2 separate regions of the Mus musculus genome follow, and region 2 is linked to region 1. A link is a contact called in public ChIA-PET data. All regions are on one chromosome and are shown on one strand. The core of a region is the stretch at or near the end of the contact, and the rest is flanking DNA. Distances in the headings are between cores, read along the strand shown. Region 1 has its middle 31 kb from the start of Gm35247. Region 2 has its middle 37 kb from the start of Gm35307.

Region 1 (7,241 bases), core at 3,279-5,778:
GCATAGGTCAAAGCCAGGCAGGATTCAGTGTTGAGATGGGGATGCTCTTAATGAGAAATCTGCAATTGAAACCCACTTGCAATGGAAAAAGTAGTTTTCTCCAATGGAGTTTCGCTGAGTCTATTCACTACAGTTCATGGTAGGCCCCATTTGTGCAATAGATAGCTAACACAAAATGAACTTGAAAGTATTTTTGAAGTTTTTTTCTTTTTTTTTTGTCTCTACTGTTTTGTTTGTTTTTTTAGTGGGTGAGGGGCAGAGACAGGGTTTTTCTGTTAGTCCTGACTGGCCTGGAACTCACTTTGTAGACCAGGCTGGCCTTGAACTCAGAGATCTGCTTGCCTCTGCCTTCCATGTGCTGGGATTAAAGGTGTGTGATACTGTGCCTGGCTCTCTCACTGTTTTGTTTTGCTTGTATATGTTATGGTTTCTGATTTTGAAGTTTTATTGCAAGTGTGTATGTGTGTGTGTGTGTGTGTGTGTGTGTGTGTATGTGTGCATGTTGTGTACTTTTCATGTTATTTCTCTCTCTTTCTTTTTGTTTGTTATTTCGCTCATTTTGTCTTATCCTTGTTTGCTCATCCTTTTTATTTGACTGTTTTCAGAAGAGAGAGAAAGAAGTCATAGATTTGGAAGAGTGGGTGGGGAGGAGGGGAAGGTCTGGGATAAGACAGGGGGGGGGGAGAAGCTGTGATTAAGATATATTGTGTGAAAATAATTTTATTTTCAATTAAAAATAAAATAAAAATTTGAAGAAAGGAGAGAAGAAAAAAAAGAAGAAAAAGAAGAAAAAGAATTCTCTCCATCTGACTGGCCCATGGCACGTCTGTGGGGGTATAGTCTTGACTGCTAATGGATATGAGAGGGCAGCAGCATCCCTGGGCAGGTGGTTCTGGGCTGTATAAGGAAGTTAGCTGGACAGGACCCTGAGATCAAGCACCCTTCTTCTATAGTTCCTGCTTAAGGTTCCTGCTTTGAGTGTTTTGGATTCTCTTGGTGCTGAATTGCAGCCTATAAATTGAAATGATAAAACTGACTAGAACAGCATAATTAATAATAATATAATATAACATTATATTATGTTATATAATTATTATATGTAATTAATTAATTAATTAATAATTTCCGAAATGGTCTCCCTGTGTACCTGAGGCTGGTCTAAAATCATGATCCTCCTGACTCTCAAAACCTCAGATTCTACGTACACAACACCGTCCTTGGCTAGCTCTTTGGTTTTATTTAGAGCGGATTTGAGATGGCTTACACAGATGCACTAAGGCCAAAATACATGATCTCAAGACAAAGACTACAAAGAAGAAAAGATGAAAAAGGAGCATGTGACGAAAACTGCTGGCTGGGATACACTGAGCCTTGAATGTAAGCACTGAGCCTCCTCCTGGCCAGAGTGAGGTAGTATAGAGAGAGCTAGGCATCATTCTCTCTGTTCTGTCTTATGGCAGAATGTCCACTCCAGCAGTTCACTTATTCTGGTGAAACTTTGTTATAATACTCTTGGACACTGTGCTGAGCACTGAAGATACAGTGGTGACTAACAGTCCAGAAGTTCTGCCCTTCACAGAGTGGGTAGTGGAAAGGCAGGTGGACAAATGTTTATAACACAGTAACGACTACTGGCTGTGTGTGCAGAGAGGCACCGGGCTCCTTTCACAAATGCACTTGACTGACAGAATGCTAAGGGAGATTTTGCTGTACACAGAAACATCTCAAATGGCTACACCTTTCAAATAACATCGTGGGACTTCAGCATTACTTGTCAAAGAGAGATAAGATTTCTGTTTCTTTTCTGGTCTCAGATGTTTTGGGAGCTGTGGGTGTGCCCAGTTGAAGAGCCAGACCCCACACAAGTAGTCCCAAAAATTTTTGGGACAGAAATGGCATCAAGAAACCTTGGTCACAAGTCTAGGTATCTCTCAGTGGCATCAACCTCAAGCCGCTAAGACCATGCACAAGGCAATGAGTGAATGTGCCCAGGCTATCAAACAAGGCTCCCATGAAGCCCAAAATGCTAAAGGGTGCCAACGACAAGCTCTGTGGACTTGCTTTCATTCTCCACCCCAAAACCTGGGAAGTGAATATGTGACTACCTGGCTAAGAGTTGCAGGCTCTGTCAGCCAACCACTGTCAAGGCTGCAGCTTCAGTTCAGGATCTCAGACCCCAGGTGCCCAGACCCCCTTGGCAGCCCAGGGAAAGGCCTCTATCTGCCAGCACAAAGACAGTTGGACTGATATGACCCTCTTCACCCACCACACTATTTGAAGATGGTTGGTGATCTGTGTTACTTTTCCAACTAAATTCAAGGCAGAATTTCTTTAAAAAGAGAAAATTCTATTTATTTAAATAGAATTTATTAAATTAAATTAACTAATGGCATCAGAGGCAGCAAATGAGTTCCCTGTGTCACATTCTCTACCCATCAACACTTGATCATTAATTTTAATGGCTTTGATTTTTTTTTTTTTTTGAGGCAGGGTCTTGTAGCACAGGCTGGCTTCGAACACATCACATAGCTGAGGATGGCCTTGAATTCCTGCCCCTCCTGCTCCATTTAACTGCTAGGATTACAGGTGTGTACCACCAGGCTTGGTAGGTATTTGGCAATTTACTAATTGAAATGGGGTCTACATTATCATCTGTTTTCCTAAGTTTGCTATTTCCACTTGGGTTTAGTTTAGGGTATTTTTCCTGTCTTTTCAAATATTGTTATCAGGAGAGCATGGCACTGTCATTGAAACCCTCACATGTTGTCAGTTTACTAGAGCAGTAAGCCACAGATGGCAGGAGATGACTAATCAGAAATGTGAACCATCCCAAGGCTTTGGGGAGAAGCTAACAGATTTTTTCATGAAATCTGAAATATAGACTGGGATGAAACAAAACTGAAAGACTTGGTTTTGAAAAGCATCATTATATGTTACACATAAACTATTTGTGCTGAAGTATAAAGGTGGTTCTGGATTGTGAATGTGGAGACTCTGACACAGAGGTGGGTTCTGATGTGAGTGAAGCAGAAACCACCACTTACCTTGGTCACAGGGTGCGGAGAAACAAAGTTAGTACCGACCAGTAAGCTTTCTCTCTGCTGGCTGGCCTTCCCAGCACTGGAAGGTTCATCAATAGTGTTACTGTGCTGTAAACCCTGTGGACAGCAATAATGACCAGGGGGGCAAGACATACCTATGGGTGCGGTAGAGGCAGGCAGGTCACAGGAGTAACCAACTGCTTCGTGGTTGGACTTAAGGCCTGTTCCAAAGGGCAAAACACTTGCCTGGTTCTGTAAAGGAACCAATGGTTGGGTGAGTGAGTCACAGGCTTCAGGAGGTGAATCTGTTTACTATTGATCTGCTAAATGGACAGTATGGAGCTATTCTCTATATTTATATGTCTACATCTGTATATTAGTGGAGACCTCATTAGAGAAGTTGCTTTGCACAGTGGGCATGGTTAATGCAGAGAGTCACTACTGGTCCAGGTACAGAGAGTATCAGTGAGGTGCTCAGTCACAAATGGGACATCTACACTGTACCCTGTCTCCAAGACTCAGGGAGCATCACAGAAGAGGAAGTGGGAAGTCGTAAGAGCCAGGGGTTGGGAGACTAGAGCAGAGCAGCGTCTTCTGCACATGACAGGACCCTCAGTGATGCTGAGAAGAAGATGAGAAGTTTAGGTGAAAACGCATGTCTTAAGCTTTAAACCTTTCTATGGTGTATCTATTTACACATCAATCTTTTGCATGTATCATATCATATGAATGAGCATATATTATTCTACTGCAGTAGAAAAGTTGAATTTTTGATGGTTATCTGAAATATCATATTTATATCTAACTAAGAGTACATCAAGAGTTAAACACTGTAAGCCTGACTTAAAATAATTTTATGACAGTATTGTTGTTTATTATTATTAACCTTAGTAAATTGCCTAAAAATACCCATTGTTATTATCATAAGAACAATTTTCAAGTTCATGTCCGCTTCCTTTTCAAGATACAGTTAAGTTTATCATTCTAAATGCTCTAAAGTCATGCCAGGTGTGGTGATGCACACCTTTAGTCCTAGAACTCAAGAGTCAGAGGCAGAGGCAGGTGGATTTCTGTGAGTTCCAGGCCAGGCTGGTCTACAAATAAGTTTCAGGACACCCAGGGCTGTTACATAGCACAACCCTGTCTTGAACATTGCCCCCCTCCCCAAAATAAATAAAATGCTCTGAACACAAAGTGGCCTTAGCTTTGAGCAAAACCACAATCCTTCTGTAGGCAGCGGTCCTGTTAAATCCATTATGAGGAGTCCCAGTGAGAGCAGAGGAGAAATTTGTCCTTTCAGACTAAGAAAACAAAAGCGGGAGATGGAGGCTTGAGAACAGGAAAGCACCCCAATTCTCTGCAGCTGGGGGTTCCCATGTGTATTTCTGCTTCCTGTCTTGGGAGTCTGCCTTTTACAGCTCAGTGTTATACAGTGTGCATTTGTCACTGTCACCTCAGGTGCAAGCAGGATGGTAGGCTGTGGGGGGTGACTGCACGTTTCCTGAGAAGGCACCTTTTAAGGGTTTACTTCTGGAGCTGTAGGCAGCAGTAGAAAGAGCTTCCTGGAAGACAAGCTATAGCAGTATATGACTGCCCGCGAAGGAGCCTAATTTTACTAAACCACCCAGAAGAGGCCAATAAAGCTAAGTGTTCATTCACATCAACACTCTCAAATGTATAGCGGGTAAGACCTGCTTCGGGAGCCTTTGGTCTGTTGATTCTAACCTAACCTGGGGAGCAGTTAGAGAGGGTACCACAGGAACCACTTCACATTTTCTGTGAACTTGAACTTACCAGTGGAGAAGGAAGAAGTGATGTGGAAAGAAACTCAAGGTGTATGGTTCTTGAAGATGGAATGCTGGGGCAAGGCAGAGAAGAGAAACAAGACTGGGAGGTGTTTAGGAGCCTGCTTTACTCTGGGTGGAGTCATTGGCTTACTGCATCACAGGTCAGGGTTTCTCAGTTGGGTGCCCGAGCATCATGAGTGCTGCTAGCAGCCAGACCTCAGTTCCCCCAAGTGACACATCTTTCAACTTCAGCTGTGTGGTCGGGCTGCTCCCAGATTCCATGGAAATTCCTATTCTTTTCACACTTGAAAATTGTTTCCAAACAAGTGTTTCCTTTTAACATCCCCAAAGCAGGATGACTTTGTGAGTTTTGTGTTGCTTCCAACTCTGTCAGTGTTTGAGACCTCAAATCAGTCCCAATATCCCACCACTGGCTTTCCCCAAAGAGTCTCTGATGATGTATGCAGTCACTTTGGGTTCCGCCTGTTTATGGCCGTTACCGTGCCCTCACAGCCCTTTCCCATTTGCCATGGTCCAGGAAGCACCTTTGATTACCAGGGGTCTCAGCGGTTATTACTTTTGTTTCATCTTACGGAAAGGAGGTAGGAGCAGGGTAGCAACTGCGTATTGTTAGAGTTCTGAGGAAGCAAAGCCACGGGGCAAAAATCATCATATGGAGGCAGCTCAGCTCAGCGTAGTAGAAGCCAGTTCTTTAGAACAGCCCCTGACTGGTCTCTCCTGCTGCTGTTGGAGTCATGTGGACATACAGACATCAGTCTGTATGTTGTCATACACGCGCTTGAACAACAACGGCTGGACCATCTCCTTACATCTTCTCATGTGAATGCGCATGCCTGGTTCTCTAGGGCACGTCCTCTTGGAGACCGCTCCTCCCCACCCCATGGCACTGTGCCCAGCCCACTTTCCCTCTTGTCGGACTGTTACATCATCGCATCTTACTTGTCTGCCTAGCGCTTACTTCCCTCTTGTGTATTCATTAGCTGACTTGTTTATTGTGTCTTCACCAATCAGAATGTGGTTCTGTGAAGGAAGAGGCTCTGCCTTGTTCTTGGGAATCTCCAGGGTCCTCAGGATGCTTGGCCAGAGAACAACCCTGAAGGAGGTATTTGTTTATACCAAGAGAACAACTTTCTATCATTTACTGTGAGTACCTGCACGTGTCCAGCGAAGTGATGGGCATGCGGCAGGTGTCCACGGTGTCTTCCCTTTCCCCGACTCCTTATACACTCTACCCTCACTTCCCGGCCCAGGGGTAATGGGATTACCATGCTGTTAACTTTTAACTGACTTCTTACTTCTGTTTCTGACTCAGCTTTGGCCTGTGGAGCATGTCAGAAGATGTGGTAAAAACACAATAGACTCTTGGATGCTGGGACCCGTGGTTTGGATGACGGGCTGCACTGCTGGTTTCTGAACTGACTTGGTGTGAGCTGTGGGCAACTCACTTAACTGACCGCTTTTCGCATAGGACAGTACAAGTGAATTACAAAGCGCCCTGAAGCCCTTAGAGGAATGTAGATACAACCAGGGGCTGGCACTACTCTGCCTTCACTTTGCCAAAAACTCTGGAACCCACGCTCCTTGGCTGTGGCACTTTACGATTCTTTGGGCACAAAGTGTAGTTACTCATTACTTTCATTTTTCTACACTATTTTCAACTGAGATCAAGATTTATTTATAGTCTCTCACTAGGCACTATTATTTTAAAGAGTACTAGGAAGACCCCTTTGAAACTGCTAAGAATTGTCCACACACTGATCCTGAATTACCAACCATTTGTTTTCATTATTATGTGCACTAAAGAATTCCATTGTAAGCAACTGGCTAGTTCGTGCATTGCGAAGGTTTAGCTAAAATGTCAGAGTCCCACAAATGATGGGTTTCCTGAACGCGCTTTCTTCAGACCCCCCACTCCCCTTGCTTCTCTGCTGCCTACAATTCCTCCTTCATTCTCTGAACCTGAACTTTCTTTTAAGATATTGCCATTGAAAATCTGAACCCGTGGCGACTTGTTAACCTCCATCCTGTCTGTTGTACCCATGGTGGATGTCTCTATGCGTTTAGAGCGTCCCTCCTGGCACTTGCCAGCCTCACCTTTATATGCATGCTCTTTCTTTCTCTAGAATGCTGCTGGTTCTGACCTGTTTGCTTGGCAAGCACTTGCTTATCTCGTAAGCTGTAGCTCAGACTTCGAATCCTTTCCGGTAGCGTCTGACCATCCATCCTCCCAGTGCTGGGCACTCCAGCCTCTCCTCTCTGTCCGCATGCTGTCCTGCTGTAGCAAATGAGACCGTGCTGCTCAGGCCACTGCTTCTCTTTTTCATATCTGTAGCAGTAGTGGAGAATTCATGGTGGATAAGGAGTTTGTCTTTCTAATTTCTATATTCATAGG
Region 2 (7,241 bases), core at 2,684-5,183, 210 kb after region 1:
AAGCACAGCTTTCTGACTTCTGAGAAGGGGGTGGACACCAGCTCTGTGTGGCTTCACCTGAATGATGTAAGCTAGCCTACTGGCCCTTCAGCGCCATAGCTTCCCCTCCCAGCCTAGTATAAATTTCACCTAAAGAATTTACTACTGTAGCTTGGACATGTCTCATTTTCATAGGTACATCAGAAAAGTGCTTTTGGTGAGAGGGAGGACTTCCTAGAGCACTCCACACACTCCGTTGATGAGAGCTACTCACGTGGGTCCTACAGAGGCTGGGGTCTTCTATTCCACACACAGAGCCCATTGTCATGAATATAGCCAGGTAGCAGTGACTGGCTTAATTCATACCAAGAGGAAAGGCTGGAGGCCTGTCTGCACGAAACTCACATGACTGGCAAAGACACACACAATAATAGGATAAAAATAAAATAAATAACACTCGAAACAAATGAAATCTGGATGCAAGAAGAAATAGCTACTATATCTGGCAAAGTAAGTCAAGCCAAAATTAGAAGATATAAAGTAGAATAAAACTAGTAGAGAAACAGTCCATCTAGAAGAAAACAATTGTAGATATTTATGTTCCACATGTTAGTATGCCTAACTCCATAAAGCAAACATAACTGACATACAGGGACTGGAAAGTCAAGATACAGGAACAGTGACAAGGTCTTCAATATCATTCTGTCATTGGGTAGATTATGTAGATCCAAAATAAACTTTAAAACAACAACAAAAAGTTATGGCTACTGCATCTGAATGGGGCCTCTCTGACTCTCAAAGCCCTGAAACTTGTATATATTGTCTATATACAAGTGTCTGCTAGCGTGTATATATGGGCAGCACATGTGTGCCTGGTACCTGCAGAGGCCAGAAGAGGGTGTCAGATCTGTTGCAACTGGATGGTTGTGAGCTTTCTATGTTCACTGCAGAACAGGAAGCAGGGGCCCCACCAGGAGCCAGGAGCTGTGATAGTCTTCAAAGGTCCACCTCTGCTTCTGCCAGCAAGGCTCCACCAGCCATAGCACAAACTTCACACATAAAAAGCAAAATCTGTATGATAGAAGTAAGATCTGCTGGTTTTAGTAGAATGAATGGAAGAAATAAAGGAAGGAAAAGATGAATGCCTAGGTCTCCATTTAACAAGTCATAGAAAACATTCTATAATGAAAATGGTGTGCATTCCCTCCAAAACAAAGGTGTCAGATGGACCACATGGAAAGGTGTGCTACGTTCAAGCACACCTGATGATGGAAACATCAACAGTGTACGGTTTTCAACTCTTCCTAGTTTGTGTATGTGATGCAATCCAAATAAATATCACAGTTTTGCCAACATTTTATAATCAACTACCTATGCTAACAAGTTTATTTGAAAAATGATCAAGAAAGAGTAAAGAATAAAAATATAAATTGGTTGGTTACACTGATAACAAAATATCATAAGGCCTACACCACAATCTGTAGGTAGCCCCAGCTATGTATTGCTGAATGTAGCTTGCTGGTGTACACAGGTTCTAGGTTTATCCCAACAATCACAAAGCAGAAATCAACCAACCAACAGCAACAGCATGCTTTTTCTTTGAGAAGAAATGGAGCAGTGGATCAGAATTTTAAAAGCCCAGAAACAGACTCTATCACACATGCAACTCGGTGAGAGAGGAGACAGGCTTTTGAGCTGTTGTTGGGGAAACAGGATATTCTTCTGCTAATACAAAAATGATCTTGTCCACAAACCAAAAGATGAATTTCAAGGATAGAGATTTAGATGTGAAAAGGGATTCCTGTAAGCAAAAAACTTCTTCCCAATTAGCTGGCTTTCGAACTTCTGGAAAGTGCTATGTGGGATGTGTCTGCATCTCCCTAGTATGGCTGTTAAGACAAGTGCTTAAGAATAGACTCATGTAAATCTGCACCATGAAAATACAAGGACCAGCATGAAGCAAATATTTGCAAGTACGGCTCAACAGAAGGGTATGGGTTAACAAGAAACTGTCTCACAAAACAAAGGGGAGAGCCAATTGATGAAGGCAAGACCTTGCATTTTACTGTGTGAACACACACACACACACACACACACACACACACACACACACACACACACCATTCCTCATGTTATGTGGGTTGTTATCCTCAGAAAACCTGGGCTGCAAGAGAGATAAAGCAAGAATACCTCATAGATTAAAACAAACAAACAAACAAACACAATAAATAAATAAAACAAGACAAGACAAAAGCAAATAAGCAAAGCTATCCAATCCTCATAAATGTATTTTTGATTCTCAAACAAAATAAAACTAGCAACCAAAAACACAACAAATGAGCAAACAAAAAAATCTTTCAAATAATAATAGGATACTTGATACTATTACATAATTACTATGACTATTTTGGGAGTAGAATAATGATACTATGTTTTGTTTTTAAAGTATTTTATATTTTATCTAAAAATCCACAAAAATACTTATTAGTAAATATGTTTTCTTGGCTATACTTCAAATAATTCAAGAGGAAGTGATTTTGCTATGAGATTGTCAGTGAGCTCCCTTATCAAGTGCTGATTAAGTGAGATTTTTTTTCTCTCTTCATCATTTTAACTTGAAATAGATGTGAAGTTTTGTGGTAAACAGAAAAATTAGAGGATGCTTTCTTCCTGAAACTATTGGTCAGTCTATGTACAGAATACAGTGGCTGAGGTGGGAGGGTGAAATATCCACTTCGAATGTTATTTATTTTGCGTATTTTCAGTTAGAGAAAATACAGATCTACACGTGCACAAAAGAGCTCTGAAAAGCTATTATTTTGTAAAAACTAAATTATCTATCTATCTATCTCTACATCTATATATCTATATATCTCTATATATCTCTATAAATCTATAAATCTATATATCCTATATATACCTATATATCTATATATATATCCATATCCATATCTACATCATCTATATCATCTACATCATCTACATCATCTACATCATCTACATCATCTACATCATCTACATCATCTACATCATCTACATCATCTACATCATCTACATCATCTACATCATCTACATCATCTACATCATCTACATCATCTATATCTATATCTATATCTATATCTATATCTATATCTATATCTATATCTATATCTATATCTATATCTATCTATCTATCTATATCTTTTCTCTCTCTCTCTCTCTCTCTCTCTCTCTCTAAATTAGTATAGGAAACACACATCCAGGCATAGGCTTTTCTTTCTGATACCCACTCCACCTTTCTGCCCAGGAAAGCTCTTCTTTCAGGAAGAAGACCTCAGATAGAGATGACCACAGCAGGCTGCTAAGAAGAAGACCACAGCAAACTGCCACAGAGACCACATCATTTGCATAGCACAGCCCTTGCTCCTCTGGTTTTCCACCTCTGTTTTGTGAAGAGAGTGAAAAAACCTGTGGAGTATTCAGGACTTCCTGTTATCACACTCTCTTAAGTGAGGACATTAAATTCACTTGTTGCTATTTGTCTGTTAATTCAGGCTTTTTTTAAAAGGCTTAGACCTTGACCTGCAGAGACCAAGGAAAAGCTCTCTTACCCACCAAGCACAGGAAAGCTTCAAATTGCTCTTTGGAGCTGACAATGTCCTGAAACACTATGCCAAAATCTTTCTCTCATTGAACACATCGTGTGCATTCTTAAAGTAATTTAATTCAGACTTTACTTAGCTCATTCAAATAGTATTTTATGAGAAATGTTCAATGTCCAATTTACACTCATCCACAAACAAGAACAAGCCGCAACACTAACAACAACCTCCTATATGTTAAGCAGTCTTCCATTTGAAGTATGAAGCTGTTATTTTGCCAAATAGGTAAATGTTCTGCTTGGAAGAATAGTTTCACGTATTGGTTACACACAGGAAACCACATGCAAGCTGCAACAAGCTGTCCCTACAGCTGACAGTTCCTCAGCAGGGCAGAGCTTCTGTCCTTGAAGATGGCAGGAGCTGTGTTCAGTGCTGGGTGCTCAGGCCTTAGCTTTCCTTGGTTCTCTTCTCTCTACCTGGTGTCTTTGCAAAATATGACTTCACGGAATTCCTCAAGGAACCCTTGATGGAGGAGGCAAAGGCTATCAGGTCTTTTGTTTCAAGGCTTGGAAGTCCCAGTTTGTTGACCAAAGCAGCCATGGGGCCAAGTGGAGAGAAATCACATTCTTGCATGCAGAGAGTGGAAGGCTTGTGTGTGCCTACTGAAGAAATTAGCTTTCACTTAAGTATAACAACAAACTTCTTTACACAGGCTACCCCTTGTTAGCTTGAAAGATAGATAAACAGCTAGATTCTGTGTATATGTGTGCATGGCCATCCACAGGGCTGCATACCGCAACCTAATCTAGTGTTATCTTCTCTCTGCTACAGTTAACATGCAATGTGTCCCCAGACTCCATGTGCTAAGGGCTTAGCCCCAAGCTTGATCCCTGGATAATAGATGGGTAGGTCCTGGGAAGAGATTTTAAGCCATTGGAGGTATTCCTTTGAGGGAAATAGTGGGATTCTAATCTCTTTATCATTTTGAGATCTAGGCTCATGATGATTTTAATGAAAATGGCCCCCATGGACTCATATGTTTTAATGCTTGGTACCCAGTTGGTAGAACTGTTTGGGAAGGATTAGAATGTGTAGTCTTAGAGGAGGTGTGTCACTGGGGGTGGGCTTTGAGGTTTCTAAAGCCCATGCCATTCCATTCCTACTTAGCTCGCTCTCTCTCGCGCTCTCTCTCTCTCTCTGCATGTCTGACTACATGTCTGTCTACATGTCTCAGGGGCATGTCTCTCTGCCATGACAGTCAGGGACTCATCCTCTGAATCCATATGACCAATAAACTCTTCTCTTTGTTACCTTGGTCACAGTGTTTTTTTTACACCCTTTGCCCATTTGGAGAGATCTATCCATATACTTCTTTAGCAGATGTCTTTCCAATCACATTTTTCCCAGGTCCCTGGCCAGCTAAGCCAATACACTGCCAGCAGCCCATGAATCAGTGAACAGTCATGCATTTGGCCATTTCTCATTCCAAACAAAATGTATGACCACGGGCACTGCCTACTGTGGAGATTTCCCTTTGCCAATATCTTTTAGGGTTGTCCTGGAAAGATGGTGTAATGATGCAGCTGTCCACTTCTGCGTGGTATCTGAGTCTGAAAAACTGTCAGTAAACCAGACCCTGGTTTTTGCTTCCTCAGTCAACTGATCATAGGGCACATCCAATGAGGTTATAGGTATATGCATGGGAGCAGAAGGCTGTGCCTCAGGAGTAGAAACCATAGGCATTTTGGGAAAATTCTTTATGCAACTTTCTTCATGCAACTTTCTTGTTCCCTCAGGACCAAATATATACATATACATATACATATACATATACATATACATATACATATACATATACATATACATATACATATACATATACATCTTACATTTGATAATTGATTGCTGCTGTGCACGTCCAACTTCATAGATCAGTAGGTCAGATAACACCAGGTTCATGATGGGCAGCTTGGGTTGCATGGTAACTTGGTGGCACATTGTAAAATGTTCATTTCCCACTAAGGCCCAATAGCAGGCCAAACTATTCTCAAAGACAGAATAGTTATCTACAGATGATGGTAGTGCCTTTTCCCCCCAAATCCCAAAGGCTTCCTCTGTCATTCAACTCTAGGGGCTTGCCAAAGGCTTCAGACTGCATCTCTAACTGCCAGTGACACCTTAAGTACCACCAGGTCTTCAGAATCATATGGCCCAAGTGGTAGAGCAGCCTGCAGAGTGGTCAGGACCTGTTGAAGAGCCTTCTCTTGTTCCAGGCCCCACTCAAAGCTAGAAGCTTTCTGAACCACTTGGTACATGGGCTTGAGTAACACACCCAAGTGAGGAATATGCTGTCTCCAGAATCCAAAAAGGCCCACTAAGCAGTCTGCTTCTTTCTTGGTGGTGGGAGGGGCCAGGTGTAATCATTTATTCTTCATGTTTAAAGGAATATATCTTCATGCCCCACACTATTGGACTCCTAAAAATGTCACTGAGGCCCTAGAATTTTGGTTGGATTTACTTTTCATCCTCTGATGTACTATACATTACCAACGAAGTTGTTGCTGCCTCCTGCTCATTTGGTCCAGTCAGCCTAATGTTATCAGTATAGTGGACCAGTGTGACATTTTTTTGGAAGAGACAATCAAGATCCCTTCAAACTAAGTTATGGCATAGGGCTGGAGAGCTCATGTATCTTTGAGGTAAAACTGTACTTTGTCAGCTGAAAGCAAATTGCTTCTGGATGATCCCTATGGACAGGTACCCAGAAAAAGGCATTTGATAGATCAGTAGCTGCATACCATGTACCAGATGTGTTCATTTCCTCATGTGAGGACATCATATTTGGTATGGCAACTGCAATAGTAGTCACTACTTAATTAAATTGTCAATAGTCAACTGTCATTTTCCTTGATCCATCTGTCTTCTGCACTGGCCAGATAGGAGAACTAATAAGAGATGTGGTGGGAACCAGTACCTCTGCATCTTTCAGGTCCTTGATGGTGGTGCTACTTTCTGGGACTCCTCCAGGGATTCCAAATTGTTTTTGGTTCACTATTTTCCCTGGCAGAGGCAACTCCAAAGCCATCCATTTAGCCTTTCCAACCATAATAGCCCTCACTTCACAGGTCAGGGGATCAATATGAAAATTCTGCCCACTTCTAAGTATATCTACCCAAATTGTACGTTCTGGTATTGGGAAGATAACCACAGAAAGAGTTCAAGGACCTACTGTAAATCAGATTCCAGCCCAAACTCCATCAGTCACCTGACCTTTATAAGCTTACCCCTGACTGTGACCTGCTGCCTCACTACAGGGCCAGCAGCAGCAGGAACCAGAAGTGTGGTCTCCATATCCATAAGTCAAAATGCCCGTTCTCTCTTTGGTAAGCTGATTAAGGTAGGCATTTCTGTTACAGCAGCCCTAAGCTGATTAATCTCTCGTTCCCAATCCGTCATAGATTCACCAGGTCGCCTTATTGCCCCACTTCTGCTTAAAAGGAGCAGTGCCACAGTTCAGGAAGCACGTGTGAAAAGCTGACCGGGGACAACCTTTACAACTGTCACCCCCTGGCATATCTCTCACACATGGGCAGTTTCTACGGCAGCTGCTGTCTTGTGGCTGACTCTATGCATGGCCCTTCCTGGGGGAGAATATTTAGCCTTTGTCTCATCCTTCCTTCT

Evidence for each region. ChIA-PET counts read pairs in DNA pulled down with a chosen protein or histone mark.
Region 2: a contact with region 1 is called in an RNA polymerase II ChIA-PET map of memory CD8 T cells, with 12 read pairs. The contact joins two enhancer-like sites. A contact is called at or near these places in 1 of 115 datasets of contacts at active chromatin or transcription factors (memory CD8 T cells) and 1 of 9 other capture datasets (embryonic stem cells).

What each region holds. Positions count from the first base shown.
Region 1 is chr14:61,783,438-61,790,678 of GRCm38.p6, forward strand. No RefSeq gene overlaps it. Among named protein-coding and RNA genes, the nearest start is that of Gm35247, 31 kb to the right of the region's middle. Within about 2 kb of position 4,529, at least 31 of the 459 cell types and tissues checked have an H3K27ac peak or open chromatin away from gene starts, as enhancers often do. A contact at or near this core is called in memory CD8 T cells, where this site is marked.
Region 2 is chr14:61,994,543-62,001,783 of GRCm38.p6, forward strand. No RefSeq gene overlaps it. Among named protein-coding and RNA genes, the nearest start is that of Gm35307, 37 kb to the right of the region's middle. Within about 2 kb of position 3,934, at least 30 of the 459 cell types and tissues checked have an H3K27ac peak or open chromatin away from gene starts, as enhancers often do. A contact at or near this core is called in memory CD8 T cells, where this site is marked.